2 separate regions of the Mus musculus genome follow, and region 2 is linked to region 1. Evidence: chromatin contacts called from public Hi-C data. All regions are on one chromosome and are shown on one strand. The core of a region is the stretch at or near the end of the contact, and the rest is flanking DNA. Distances in the headings are between cores, read along the strand shown.

Region 1 (7,852 bases), core at 2,143-4,642:
AATAAATCCTGTTGTTGTCAAAATTCAGAGAGACAGGCAATGGAACTAATGGAATATGGGAAAATAAACAACAGTAACAACAACTACAAAAAACATAGGGCTTTTTCTCTTTGGGCATTGAAGCTGCTGTTTCAAGTCAAAGCCTAAGAATTTTGCACTAGCCATTAAGACCCATGTGATAAACCAGAGGGTGTGCCTGGAAACAATTGGTCACACATCTTCTTTCTTGGTTAGTTCTGAGGCCTGGAAAACCTGCAACACTACAGGCTCAGATGATTTTATTCATTCTCTACTGTGCATAGGTTTACTCAGACAGCAGCACCGTCTTGGATAACCCCACAAGAACTTGTGACTTTTCCTTTCCCTCTCGGCAAGTTGCCCCTCCAGCCCAGGCACTGGTTGTGACTTTTACAAGAGTCTTTTGTTATCAGGCTAAAAGAAGTAGATACCACCATCTCTACAGAAAGATCAGCTCTTTGTAACTGCTCAATAAATGCAGAATATTAGCATACATCTGTTTAGACCACATGAATCCTCTCTTCCCTGTAATTATTTGAGTATGAGCTATCCTCAGTTTTGTTCACTGCAACGGAGCATCAAGAATACAACCTCTCTGCTACAAAGTCACACGTTCTCTGGGAATCCCCAAAGTGTTGAGAGCATTAATGCAAAACTTCTAATGGCTTTGCTCCAAAGCTCACCATTGTGTTTCCTCATTCCTTGTGGAGCTGAGGATGCTGTGTGTGGGATGGGAATCTAGAGCTACTGATGGCAGTGGCTTTGTAAGTACACAAGGAGTAGATTCATCTTCTATACTAGTATTATTGATAAATAAGACTCATGGATGCTCTCTTTCAACAAGCCATACATGCTGGAAGTGACAAGCCAGAAATATACATCAAGGGCTATAAAACTATGGAAAGATTCTGGTGTTTACTTATATGAGTAAGTAAATCTTCAAAATGCCTTTAAAACAACAGCTCCATGATCTCAATAATTTCTTATCAGACAACAAAGGAATTAAACAGTTGAAATCTGTTGGAAATTGGTGCGAATGCTTTTTATCTGTGTGTCCAGATGCTGAAGGTCCTTGTCCACAATTGATTTTTGATCTACCAATAAAGATGCCAGTGGCCAATGGCTGAGCATGAAGTGGGACACTGAGAGTTTCATGGGTAGGACACAGGGAGAATTAGGAGAACTCGGGAGATAAAGCCAACCAGCTATGTGAGTTTTCCTGTAAGAGGCCACTGACCTGAGGTAGCAGGGCAAGGTTTAGGAGTGCCCAGTCATTGAGTTAGCCATGGCATTTTAAGATTAACTGGCTTGTGTGTGTGTGTGTGTGTGTGTGTGTGTGTGTGTGTGTGTGTTTTCCATTCATGGATCCAAGATAACTCCTGACTAGTTGTGTGCCTATATGCCTAGGACTTGTTGGGATCTCAAAGTGGTGTAGACAAAACTAAATGTTCCAGAAATCCACATTGGATGCAGCCATTCCATCTTGAGGATGTGGCTCAGTAGCTGAGATAATTTGACTTGAGATAACGATCACTTCAATATTCCACTAAATTTCAATAAACCAGTGAAATATACACGTTGGTTTAGAACTGAGTCCTGCTAGTTATTTCTTCTCTATAGAGAAGGTCCCTAAACTGAAATTCTCTTTGTATGATTAGATGTGATAATATACATAAACCAAGAATTAAAGCATATTTCATGATGTACACATAGTAAGTACCATGATTCTCAGTAAGAGATGGTGTCATTCATAAGTATATCCTTGAGACCCATCCTCTCCATCATGGGAGAGCCAATGGGTGATAACTGAGGCTATGACAGAGAAGAACACACAGGGGCCAGTCATACTTTTACGTGGCTCTCAGGGATTGCCCCTTATGACCCAAGCAGTCTAAATTTCATATAGAACGATTTTCTCTCCATGAAACACTTAACAGGCTCTAGTCCCCATTTAAAATATCTTAAATTGTTCTCATCCAGAAAAGCATGGCAGAAGGAAGCTGATGACACTCAGTTGTGGCTGCTACAGGGATGATAGTTCCTGTATCTACATTTATCGGTACACCTTATAGGACCATGAGAACTCACTGAAGAAAAACAAACAACAAACCAATATACAAAACTGTGTTTTATCCCTCAGTTTTATAGCTCATTTCCACACTCCACCCAAAGAGTTCATATTCTGGACCTGTTCTCCTAAGCCAGGATGACATTTAAAATGCATATATTTCAAGGATTTGCATGGGAGCTGCAGAAACATGAACACATTGGAAAAATGTTCCTCAAACACACCACTGAGAGTGGATCCTGGGAGGAATTCTCATCCCCACTCTCTCTCTCTCCCTCCTATGAGTCAATAGATTTCAATCCAACAATATATACAAATTAGCCTAGTTCCTTTTGATTATCAATTGCTCTGGTGAGGCAACCCTTCACATTCGCAGAGAATACAGATCCCCCCCCACCCACACACACAAAATAAATGGTATTTGAAACCTTCAAGGCACCTAGATCTTAATGGTCTATTTTTACCTTCAAATCCAAACATCCTAGCAGCAGACAGCTATAACAGCCATACCTTCTCATGAAACAACAGTCTTTGCTTGTATTGCTAACGTGATCCGCGTCTTGAAACCTGAAATATGCTACTCTTTCAAAGGGCCTTTATTTCATCCTCTTTCCTTCTTGCTCCCTTTTCAGAGAGGTAGCAGTTTACTCTCAAATTCCTCCACTGGCACATTTGCCCTCCCCTCCCAAGAGCCATTTAAATGACAGAGGGTGAGCAACATGGTGGTTGGGATGATGGAGAAAGAGGGCTTCATGCTCCAGCTAATGCCTAGAAAGTTCACTGCTTACCATGGGGTTAGGCGTGACCTGCTGAAGGATGATAAAGGGTGGTAGGGGAGATGGGGGTGATCAGATGGGATTTGGTGCTGGCACCAAAGCGGTCACTACCTTCATCGGGGTACTGTCTGCCCATGCTTGTGATCACTGTACACTCTCCTTAGTGTAAACATATGTAGTCTGTTTGACAATGCTCAGGAAAATGGAAAGCCTCGGGGTGGGGGCTGACAAGATGGAATTAGCAGTTGACAATACTTTCTACTTTTGCTGTGTATCCAGGTTCAGCTCCCCAAAATTTACACGGGGCAGCTCACAACTGCCTGCAAGTCTAGGTCTAGCGAGATTTGATGCACTTCTTTCTGATCCCGATGGACAACTGCATTCCTGGGGTTCACACAGACATGCAGGCATGCACAAATACTTTCTCAAAATGTCCAAAGTTTATGCTCCTCTGGAAAGGAAGAGGCTTAGCGATGGGACCTCTGTAGGTCAGATAACGAAAACCTTAAAGACAGATAACATTCTACTGTGGTGCGGTAGAATCTGAAGGGAACACAAGAATCTAGGGGAGAGTTCAGAAGCTTCTAGAATCACAGACCCTGTAAGCAGTGGAAATGTTACTAATCAGATAAAGAAACTGAATTTGAAAATTCAAATTGTATGTAAATTTAGCTAAGTTAAAATTGACTTTCAATGGAGCTGCTACAGTGTAAAAGTCAGCTTCATAGACAAGGCTAAACTTCTATCAAGAGTATTCACAGAGACGTAATATCGCCATCAGCTAGGGTATAAACCTGGACTCGTATCCCGACTGTGAGACTGTAAAACTATTGTAACTATTAACAAATCCGCTCTCTATGAATTGTAAAGCTATCAAGCTTAATCGGCACTATCTATGCACAGATCCACATTCCGAAAGTCCTCAGAGTGCAACACAAAGAGTGAATTAAAAACAGAAGTCAATTCCTTCCCTGCTTTGTTCTCAGGGCATCTTTCTCTGCTGTAGGGCACCTGCAAGCCACAAGAAAAACTAGACTGGCGTGTAAAAATAATAAACAATACCACACCAAAACCAGCTGGGTGTGTTCGAGGGAGAACAAAAATGTCTCAGATTAAAGAAGAGTGACCTTTAATTTCCATGACAGTCAAGACAGGCGGCAGCAGTGTCAACAATCAGATCGAGTGGGAAGCCGCTAAATTTTGAGATGTGTTTTGCCAGCACAGTAGAATACAACCGCGGGACCCAATAATTCTGGAGCTTCAAGAGCTCTTAAACATTATCCACTTCAAACTGTTCTGCAGATATATAAGCAATTTGAAACTCGGGAGGAAAAAAAAAGTGAAGCGCTACAGTGTCCCTGAGATAATAGCCACTCTTGGTCTAGGTTTCTTACTGAGTGCTCCTCCTCCTAACTGTCTCAGTGCCTCTGCTGAGCTCTGGCTGATCTCCCAGGAGATAAAGAGCCCTGAGGCCACCTCACTGGCTGTAACCTTCAGTGAGCAGAAAAGAAAGCCTGCTTTAATCAGGAGAGCTCCATTCACTAGGAAAGTGCCTGCACTAACCGTCTGACACAAAGACCACGTGATCACCACATGCCCCAAAGGAAAGAACGTTATTTTTTTTTTTTAATGACGATTTGCAGTTTTTTGAGGGTGCCACACCTTTTGCTAAAGAAGTGGTTTAAGCTCTATTTGAAAGGCTCGGGAGTTCAAAGTAGACAATTACAGGTGCCAAGGCAAATGACTGTCTCCTAGGAGGTCGGTCTTGATGACTCTGACTCAGTGCAGATAGGAAAAAGATTTGAAGATGAAAGACAGTGATGATCTTGAGAAAAACCAAGTGTTGTCTTCTTAGGGCTAAAACTTATCTGTCTCACAGGTGAAGAAACCAAGATGGGAAATCAGGACTGCAGCAGACTGGAATGCCCAGTCAGTATGCCAGGATTGAGAAGCAAGGTTTCTGTATCCTGTTCTGAGCTTTCCCCAAAACACATGTCTCCCCCACATCAAAAAGGGGGGTGGGGTAGAAAAGGACAAATGTCTCTGTGTAACAGCTTTATAAATCCTATCCTTGATTCCTCCTCCCCTAACCCATCCCCTCCTTGATCCACCCTCCCTTCATCTCCCCTCCCCGTCTTTTTGACAGAATCATAGCATGTATATAGGACTATTTTTCAACTCCTGATCCTCCTGCCTGAGTGTCCAGAGTACTGGGAGCACAGGGATATGCTATCATGCCTGTCTCTGCAGAAAGAGCTTGCCTGCCTGCCTGCCTGCCTGCCTGCCTGCTTGCTTGCTTGCTTGCTTGCTTGCGTAGGCTTTACCCATTTGTTGCACTGGGAATCTAATAAACTTTGTGTGTGCCATCCATGTTCTCTACCACTGAGCTACACTCCCAGACCAATCAATGCCTGTTGTTTTTAATCTGAATGCTATTTTGAAGTGAAGTTCTCCCACCAAATTCCCTAGATCTCATTTGGTATTATATGGATTCCTGACATCCCACTGCTATTAGGCCAGAAAGATAACCAGCGCTATACATATTTAACGTCGCATACTTTACAATGAATAGTGTGCTCTTATAAACCAGTCTCTGACAGAAAAACAAAACACCAAACAGACACTACGTTGGGACTTACATCCTGGTGCTGCTGGTCTTGTTGATGATGACAGATTTTCCAGTTTGATCCACGTTGTGGTCCAATCCAAAGTACGCTGCCACCCGATGGACCAGCATCCTTTGATAGGATGACATCTGGGGGAACTTTTTATAGTGGTTACTGGAACAGAGTTACAGAAATAAAATCAGCATCTTCATTTCATGCCAGTAGTATATTTTACAGGGATTTACACGTCACTATCTCCTTTTATCCAGAAACACTTGGCATCTTTCATTTCGACACCACCTGATGTCTTCTCTCGCAGACAAATCTCTACTATCATAGATTTATTGATCGAGCTGCAGTAGGCATTGCTGTTTCTCAGCCGCATGTTCATTTTGTCTGTTGCAAAGTGTTCTGGGTTAGTTCAGGATACCTTATCAACAGAGGCAGGCAGGGGACAGGCTCCATGACATAATAGAGATTGCAGATATCTATCTGGACATGTGTCATTACCCAGTTTACACCAAACGCAGCACAATTATTTCCAGGCATAACTGACTGCAGCCAGCTGGAGCCCATTAAAAAACTATAATAAAAACGAGAAGGGTCCCTTCTTGTTACAGCTCCTCCATGCAAATTAGTGGGGGCTAAGCAAGCCCCCTGTTTATGGCTATTTTGCCAGAAATTTAACAGGCAAGATCACACGTGATCCAAGCAATGACCACTCCAAGATCCAGTGACTTCTTCATTGAGCATACCAAGAACCATACGAGCTGACATTTTATTTATCTACAGCTCTCTGTGGAATGAGTCATTAACTCAGACACTGAGCTAAGACATGTCATCGAATTAGCTAGCATTGCCATTGAACATACTTGCTGTCAGCAATGAAATCAATCATTTCCTGCTCCATTTTCAAGAGTATCATCCTGTCCCTGAAAAATAAATGTTCAAAGGAAAAGTTTCATGTACTTTTAGTTTTCAAAGAGCAAATACAATTTATCAAACTCAACGGGGAAACAGAGCAGACCTAACTCTAATTCATCTTCGGACTATGTTGACTCCTTGGTTTGCATGCCACGACTTTGAACTCAGAAGTTTCATTTTTCCTCTCCCTTGTTAAGTATTTGGTAGTGTTAAATGTCATCATTCGAATGATAATCATGATATGTAAATTTCTGAATGATAATAATACAACCAACAAAGACTTAAAGTTGAAAGAAACTGGAAAGAAGCCAAGCTGGAGCCCTGAGTACACATGACTATGTGCCTGCACCCAGGCACCATGGACTGATGTAAATAAACATCATTTCATTCTCTCCTTTTTACTTCAATATGCCCCTGGGGTTAGCAAAGCAAAGTTGGTACACTCTAACTTATACAGGGAGCAACTATGTGACTATTAGGGCTAGCCATCCACAAGGAGATACAATCAACAGAGCAGAGCAAGCTCAGGAGAGACATCAAGGAAGCCATCTGTTTTTAGTATTTGATTTCTTAAAAGTATTCTGATTAATCATAATTATTTTGTAATATTCTTTCTGACTCCCCACCCTCCCACAACACCAGCAAAAAGCTTGTTTCACCATTTAAATTTACCTGGAATTGTTCTTCAGCGTGTTAATTAGAAACCCATGTAAGTCTATGCCTGTAGAATCTGTGTATTCTTGGCTGCAATCTGAAACAAACAGCAGGAGGGAGTTGAGTTGCCCAGATGGATGATGGGAATACAGGGTGGGGCAGGGTTTGAAAACGTTCTGGTTTCCTTCCAGCTCAGGTAAATTTCAAAGGAAGGTACCAGGGAGAAAATACTTGCAAGCAGGGATCATAACATCAGAAATAAGACTTGAGGGTTGAGACCTTGACTGTGGGAAGACCCTAGTGTCACAGGAGGGGAAGTGTGCTTGCTGTTGGTGGTGGAGTGTGTTCTGTGCAGAAAACCAGTGGGGTACTGCCTCCACATGACAGGTACATCCAACCCACAGAGACCTCAAGAGCTTGTGATCCCATGACAACCTTTTTTTTTTTTAAATTAAAACAGAACAGTTTTTAAAAATGAAGTTTTGATTATAAAACTACCTAAATATTAATCAGTATAAAACATGGCAAGAGATAAATGTTCTTGAGTTTTTCTTATATCCTGGTCCTGGATAAATACAGGTTTATACAGTCATTTTAGACATGTTGTGCTCTTTCCTCTTACACACCCCAAGCTTGAGTGAGGGTTTCAACTAGACAGAACTGCTCCAAGCAGGAATATGTTTACAGAGCACAAAGAGTGGCTACCATTCCTAGGCTGCTTGGATTCCCAGTGTGGTCTCCAGTATAGCTCTCCATTCCAGCTTGGCTTTTTTCTACTTTGTACAATTAGAGGTACATTCACAGTC
Region 2 (7,852 bases), core at 2,835-5,334, 59 kb after region 1:
ATTTGCATGCCGTTCCTGTTACCTTTAAACTAATGTCATGTAAGGGGCTATTGATTTTTAACATTAGCACAACTGTACTACTTTGCATATCATCCCAAATTATTTTTAATTTAAAAATTGCATGTATCATCTTGAAGTCATGTGAAAGTTGAGAATATTCTAGAAGGTCTGTTTATAAAAGAGACAATTTGTGTTGCACCTTACCTGGAGAAAAAGTGAATCATTATCTGTTGTTAAGTAAAAGGAGTGATGGTAATATTTTAAAATGTGATATGAACTTATGTCTGGGGAATAATTATGAATATATGCTTTGAATGAGACTTCTAGAGTAAGAGATCACCATTTCAATAAGTTGCAACAGCCATTTGATCTCTCATTTTGATTATACAGAACATAAATACCTTGCCATATTGTCATATGCATTAAGTTGTGGTTACAAACACTGCTAGGAGAGATTCTCATAGGAAAAATTTATAGATGGAATTTAAAGCACCAATATTGTGACCACTGTTAGTGGTTAACATTCTTCCCACCTGCTGGCAGTGTTGGAATCTATGCTGGCAGCTAGAGAAGAAGGAGGAGGAGGAGGAGGCTAGGAGGAGGGGGAAGAGGAGGAGGAGGAAGAAGAAGAAGAAGAAGAAGAAGAAGAAGAAGAAGAAGAAGAAGAAGAAGAAGAAGAAGAAGAAGAAGAAGAAGAAGGAGAAAATGGAGAAAAAGGAGGAGGAGGAGCAGCAGCAGCAGCAGCAGCATAGCATGAAGCTAAGGACCCAGTCTGAATGCAGAAAGCCAGTAAACACTATATAGTCAAGCCAACACATTTTTGTCCTCCACCAACTCTTCAATTGTTCTGTGCAATTACTTCAACTCACTTTTGCCTTGTTTTTGTTCTCTTTTTTTAAAATCACACAGATATGCCCCAGCAACGACACACTCAAGATGCTAGGAAGGCATTTGATGTACTAGGAAAACATCTCTAGACATAAGGGGATTGGGAGAAGAACGTAGCATAACCATCTTGTCAACATTAAAAACTGTTGCATTGGCTTGACACTTAGGGAATTTATTCTTTATCAATCTTAGTACACGGTGATTTATATAACATCTCACTTCATATTGGATCTTTACAGACATGAGATGTCTGTGATGTAAATAAACATAGTCAAAACTTCAATATCGGTGGTCAACAGTAATTCAACATGATCCAAATTAATCTAAGACCAGACCAAGCACTGAAAAAAATGATTTTTAAGAATTTAAGAGATAAAAATATAAAAATATCTTAAAAGAAACTCAGAACATAGGAACAAAAATACAAATATGTTCAGCCATACACAGTCTAGACTGCGTTGCCTCTCTCTATTTTTTTGCATTCCACAATCTTTAAGCATAGGCATATAATAGTGTTTAAGATGTGGTTTTCATATTTAATATGAAGTGGTAGAGTGAACAATATTAAAAAGCAAAACCCACAGACACATGGAATCTCTGGATTAAGCATTTCTTAAGATACAAAGATCCTTTGTCTTAAGGGAAGAAGTGGATATTTTTACAAATACAACATCATTGAAAGTATGCTGGAGACCTCCTGGGTAACCTGCTGTCTTGTTGTGGAAGCCAAGTCCCTTCCGTGACCAGGAGAGTCACAGCTTCCTAAATACAAGACCCAGGTAAATGATGCCAGTACTTACCCCCGACGAAATGGCTTTCCATGTCTGCTACAGTTTTAGGTGCCCCATTCTTATCTAGTCTTATCAGAGATTAGATTCAAATGACACTGACTGGCAAACAAATAGTGAAATTTCAGTGTCCAGCCCTCTGGATTTCAAACTATCTCCTTACTCTAGAAGAATTCTCCATCATATCCATGCCTGGTTCCTGGCTACTTTCTATCTGCAGAAGCTGACTCACTTCAAGCTCTGCTCATGAAGCTTATCATTATCTTGTCCAAAGATTAAAAAAAAAAAAAAAAAAAAAAAAAGAAGCGCTTCAGACCTGAATGCCCTCAGACTTGAGAAGCTAGAGCAAGGCAGAGCAATGAGGGAAATATTAACAGCCAATGTGGCTGGCTTCCCCCTCCAGAAATACCATGTTGAAAGACAAATGAACAAAAACAACAACAACAACAATAGATTTTGCAGTATCTCCATGCAAACATTGTTCTTAGGTGTTTACTTCATTTTAAAGTTGGTCACTTTCCAGATCGACTTTTTGAGTTCTCAGAGAGGCATTGATACAAAACGATATGACTTAGCTCCCCGCTTCATATAAGCTGCTCATATTCTCTTATGCTTATTAATTTTGAAACTACTTAAGTGTTTGGTCTAATGAGCTTCACCGTGGGGGGTGGGGGAGTGGCCTGATGCTTGCATGCTGTTAATACGAAAATGAGCAAGATACCTTTCTGAGTGAACATTCCCACCTTGTACCTGAAGATTGGTGATCCATGAAGGTGCCAGCAATGCAGACATATGGCTTCATGCATCTTACATGCCATTATGTGAAGATATTTGGCCCCCAAGGATAACATTCTAAAGGTAATCAATGCTACCTCAGAGACATTTTAAAATATGCACTCTTTAGAAAGATAAATGAGGGACATTTCACTCAAAGTTAAAGGGAGAAAATAACACAACTATTTCACCAAGTCCATCTAAAACCTCCAGATTCCCTTAGTTGTCACAGCTCTGGTGCAAAGTTTCAAGTTTATGACAGAAAAATCAACCCAAAATTCCCACAGCAGAAATTCAGATTATCACCATATCTGAAGCTGGTGGTAGTTTTTTTGAATCTCAGAATGTTTCATAAGGTCCAACCCATCTGCCACAGCAGAACAATGATTCAGGAATTTGAAATTAAATCTGCATTCATTACCCAACATTCTCACAGCCTATATTAAAAATAGTAGACACACAGGAAGTCCCCAGTTAGCATCTCCTCTAAGTTTTCAGAAACTCAAATTATTGAGTCTTCTTTCTAAGAACCAGCAAAGACGCTGAAGGAGCATCTAACCAGCTATTCAGAGAGAATTCTCTCATCCAAACCGATTGATTTCCATCGATAAGCTATAAGGACCCGATTCAAAAGACCACCTCTGCAGCCCGCTTTACCTTCCCACTCCCTTCTGCTCTGCAGTCTCCACAGCAGCACAGGGCTCTGTCTGTTCTCGGGCTCCTTTCATTGCAGAGTGAGATGCCCACTCCTTCATTAAACAGCGTTAAAAAACAGACTGCAAGGAACTCCTCAGTGCAGCACGCTCTAACAGGGTGATTGCTACAGTTCTCAAGTAACCACACTCAACTGAGATCTATGACAAGCAGTCACTGAGAGATTGGCAATGTGCAAATCTAATAAAACACACACACACACACACACACACACACACACACACACACACACACACTTGTCTGGGTCTGAACTGAATTACCAGCAAAAAGAAATCACCATATAGTGAATGAAATTAAGTCACCAAGAAACCTAATGGTATTCCCCGGAGGAGCTGTTTAAGTTTCTTTAAATATGCCTCATCCAAAGTACTGTTAAATAAGCACTCACCGAGAGGAATAGTTACTTTGTCATTCGGACGACATAAATCATACCCGGAAAGGAGAAACTAAGACATGTATAATACAATGGTCTAAAGCAATGCCTTTAAATTTACACAGAAACCAAATCATATTAGCACAGACGAGCATAGCAAGAGATGATCTTTTCCCAATCTTTGAGAATGGAAACATGTATCACTTTAAAAAGACATCTAAATGTATTCTCTAGAAATATAAAAATAGCCTGCCAGTCAAAGCGATTAGAAAGCAAAGGAAGATGAGGACAAAGGACACTGAGAATCAGACATAAGCAGGTACATACCTTGAAGGGCTACATAACCCCGAAGACAGGGTCTCTCATGTTAAGATCACTCTGCTATTTGAAGGAAGCATAACTAGCCCTAGTGCCTTCCAAATGACTGTCTTTCATGAAAATGACATTAGCTAAAATGCCACTCAGACATCAAGCCCTATAGTAACATAATCCTGAAAGAGAGGGTCTACTTAGGCTGAAGAGCATATCAAAGGCTCTCTGATTTTCACAGAATTACAAAAAAAAAAAAAAAAAGGAAACAAGAAGTGCCTCCCTGCCTGCCCTGTCTACTTTGCTGCTTACTTAAAGCAGTAAACTGCAGAGTTGGGTTCCAAGGCAGATGAGGAAAGGGTGGGCACAGTTTAGATTTATTCTGCATTGGAGCAAAATTTGAAAAAAAAATACAGATTCATTTCCATTCTAGAGACTGTCATTCTAGCTTGCAGAAGCTGCATCCTTTGAGAAGGCAGAGAGCGAAATGATGGTCTCCATCTGCAACACGTTCTTAGGGGGACCATTTCTAGCAACCTCACCGTACACCTCCCATCCCGCCATGACATTACCTTCCTCATTGCTTTTTTTTTTTCTTAAGACTTAGGCTCCAGTCTTAGTCTGTGTCTGTAAAAGGTGATCAAGCTTTGAATTTAATACATCCGTGACATCCATGCTAAGCCATGTAATTTCTCTTCCGAAGAAACTTTTTAAAACACTTGCCTGATACAGATCCAATCCTACTATCACATTTATCACCCGAGACAGATAACGTTACACCAGAGGCTGTCATGGAAATGACTTCAAGATTTAAAAAAAATAAAGCAAAAAATTATCCTCCTCTCCCTCCCTTCTCCGACCTCTTGGGACCCAGGACCTCTGTGGTAACTGAGGAAAGTGACAAGTTTTCAACTGAAACAAGAGAATGTCCAAACTTGGCACCATAAAACCCATATAAAATTACTGGAAACTTCTGTTACAGAAAGCATCGTCCCTTTCAATTCCCTTCCCAGATTTCAATTTCTGCCTGCTTTGAGGGAAAGAGAGTCCACCCATGCCTTCCGCCGAGACATAGAAACAAGATAAACAACACAGAAACGACAAACAGGTCAAAGGGAAAGCACAGATAGATGGTAGAAAGAAAAAAAAAGGGGGAGGGGGCAGCAGAAGCAGAAAGCCCCAACAGCCAGACACAAAGGGCTTGTGATGCTCATGTCGGAAGACTTGGCTCTTTACCTGAAGGAACAGTGGAGTGACCCAGCGTCCCGGGTGCCTTGACTGACTGGATTTCGTTTGGGGCTTTTGTGAGTAATTATTGTTTCTCAGTGAATGCTTTGGTTGGGTCAGTTTGGTTTGTGGCTTGCCTTTGTTGTTTGGTCGATTTATTTTAACTGCTAGCAAAAGGAGCCCTTGGCTTGGAGGCAGGGGTCCTCGCGCTGCCCAGGCACAGCGCTGGTGGGGAACGCGTGGCTGCGGCTGTTGGACTGTCACCGCTCCGGACGCTTGGAGGTCTTCGCTGCTAGAGAGTCTGTATGTCACCACAGGCTGCTGAGCTCCTGTCTGTCTATTTGCCTGTCTGTCAGTCTGTCTGCTTCAGGAAAGGGGTTGGGGGTGGTGTCCAGGCTTTGCTCTGCTCCTCTCTCTTGGGAGTAGCCACCTTCTCCTGCAGCCAGTCCTTGCGCTGATCTGTCCGCCCCTCTGCGACCTGTGGTCCCACCAGCAATGCGGGAACCAGGTGACTGTCGTTGGAGCCCGCAGCGTCTCTGCTACTTTGCTACTTTGCGCTCCGGCCACTTCCCCAGGTCGGGTGGGAGGAGGTGACTGCAGGGAGCGAGTGCACGGGGCTGGCTGTCCCTGTCCCTCCCTCTCCGTCTCCCTGCCCGCTGAGTGCTCCCTCTTCTCTCTCTCTCTCTCTCCTCTCTCTCCTCTTCTCTCCTCTCCTCTCTCTCTCTCCGCTCTCTTCTCTCCTTTCTCTCTTCTCTCTCTCTCTCTCTCTCTCTCTCTCTCTCTCTCTCTCCCTCGCTCGCAGGATTTCGATCTCTCTGGCTGAGTAGGTCCACCTGAGGGTCACTCTCGCAGTCCCGCCGGAGTCAGCCAGCCTCAGTGGTGCTCCCGACCGCCCCACCCGGCCATGCCCTCCCACAGGGCTGGCTAGGCTCCCAGGCAGCGCCCAGCTCCTCCCCGCCAGCCAAAGACGCGTCCAGCCGGGCGGGCACCAAGAGCACCGAAAGCATTGCACATGCCCGCCCCCCTCCCCCCAATAGTTCCTGCCCCAAGACCCGTGCTGGCGACCCCTCTGCGGAGGGAGATGGCCCTGAGGGGACGCTCAGTGATGCCCGGTCTCTGGGCCACCACGCAAAGCCGAGGCTTGAGCGCAGCCGGCACCTGCTCTGTGCGCCAGGCGCTGCCATACCCACTGCTCTCACCACCCCTGGGCTGGAGACAAAGCGCATGAGCCACGCGCGCGGCAGCGCGAGCATCATTAATCAGAGGAAACTGGCGCGCTGCCCCGGCCCCGCCACCCTGCCTCTCCCTCCCAGCCACCAGGCGCGCCCCGGAGCCCAGCCCTTACCTACCTCGCTGGGGTACCACCTCGAGTCCTAGGGATGTTTGGCCAGAGCTTCTGGGTTTCTGGTACTCCGTGCTTACTCTCCGAGGCCAAGTGCAGAAAACAGCCCGGGGCAGCAACACCTCACCCCACCCAAGAAATGATTCTCAGCTTTGAGCTCTCAGATGCCCAGGCTTTAGAGCTGAGAGAGACTACAAGTCCTGCTGCTCAGCGAGACTGGTCCTCTGGATGCAAGACCGCCCAGATCAGTGCTGCCTGCCCCACTGGGCGCTGATGCGCTGACTGAGAGAAACCTTGCACTGCAGAGCCCAGAGGGGTAGGGCTGGGGCAGGGAGCAGAGTTGACACCTGAAGAAATAAAAGCTCTGATTTACCCATTTGTTTTGGAGATGAGTACTATTTTTATTATGTGCAATTCTTTTTTTTTTCATAATCTAAGGGCACACTACCAAGAGGAGAAAAAAGTACAGTGAAGAGTGAATAAATTTCCGGAATACCGCCCACCCGCTAGCGACTATACATCCTACTTTCCGACAGCGTAGGTCACCAGCCAAGATAGCCCATTCTAGCTTCCTACCCCCAGCTGAGAGCAAGGCATTGGATTCTGGCCTTCTTGGCTGGCTTGTTATTAATGGGTAGCAAAATTATAGTCGTGCACTTCTGTGTGCAACTGCCAAAGCCCATTTTAACAATATCCAATACCGGAGCTTCTGAGATGCAGACAGCGAGTTAAGTGTGAATCTGCTGCAATGCACAATATATTGACAACAAAAGCTTAGCAGTTGGTGATTAGTAACCTCATGAACAAACCACAAATATATAACTACCATAAAATATGCCACGAAAATCTCTTCTTTTATTTATTTATTTATTTATTTATTTATTTATTGACTTCTATTTAGGTACACCTACCTTTAATGGTGGTCGTTAAAAATGAAAAAACAAAAACAAAAACAAAACTAGGCTTATAAGTCACATGGCTTCCGTGGTGTTCTAGAAGAGTGATTTGCATAGAATCTTTATGGTCATGCTGTCGTGTGTGTGTGTGTGTGTGTGTGTGTGTGTGTGTGTGTGTTCGCTCACGCATGTGTACACTGCGGGGAGTAGGAGGTTGGATTGGTCCTTGCTGCACAGATCATTATTTTCTATCTGTTAGTGTCTCCCTCTGGGTTTCCACTTCTGCAGGGCAGGAAAAATCCACAGCAGAAAGTTTCAGGCAAAAGGATCCTCCAGCTTCCAGGACTCATGGGCACTTTGGTTTTAGCTCCGTCTTTCCTGCTAACTCCTCTCAAAACGTATTGGTAAATGTTTTCCAGCCACTTCGAATGCAACAGAAAAAAAAATCAAAATATTTCTAATCATATCCCAATCATATCTAACTCTAAAAACCAAACACTAAGTTTCTTCTTGGGAAAGTGTGTAAAGTTGTGTATGTGGT

What was found. A called contact is a pair of places that touch in the nucleus more often than the background predicts.
Region 2: a contact with region 1 is called in a Hi-C map of group 2 innate lymphoid cells, with 1.6 times the contacts expected there. The contact joins the promoter of Arpp21 here to the enhancer-like site in region 1. A contact is called at or near these places in 2 of 39 promoter capture datasets (hippocampal neurons and macrophages), 16 of 484 Hi-C or Micro-C datasets (CD4 T cells, LSK cells, the N1E-115 cell line and 12 more), 6 of 115 datasets of contacts at active chromatin or transcription factors (CD4 single positive thymocytes, the HPC-7 cell line, the SCID.adh cell line and 3 more) and 3 of 9 other capture datasets (adipose tissue, liver and pancreatic islet).

What each region holds. Positions count from the first base shown.
Region 1 is chr9:112,170,594-112,178,445 of GRCm38.p6, forward strand. Arpp21 (cyclic AMP-regulated phosphoprotein, 21) reads right to left here. Exons shown (of 21, transcript NM_001362020.1): 7 at 7,065-7,143; 8 at 6,341-6,400; 9 at 5,502-5,642. Among named protein-coding and RNA genes, the nearest start is that of 2310075C17Rik, 53 kb to the right of the region's middle. Within about 2 kb of position 3,393, at least 1 of the 459 cell types and tissues checked has an H3K27ac peak or open chromatin away from gene starts, as enhancers often do. A contact at or near this core is called in group 2 innate lymphoid cells, where this site is marked.
Region 2 is chr9:112,229,228-112,237,079 of GRCm38.p6, forward strand. Arpp21 (cyclic AMP-regulated phosphoprotein, 21) reads right to left here and starts at 4,085. Exons shown (of 21, transcript NM_001362020.1): 1 at 3,865-4,085. It also overlaps a transcript of 2900079G21Rik not described here.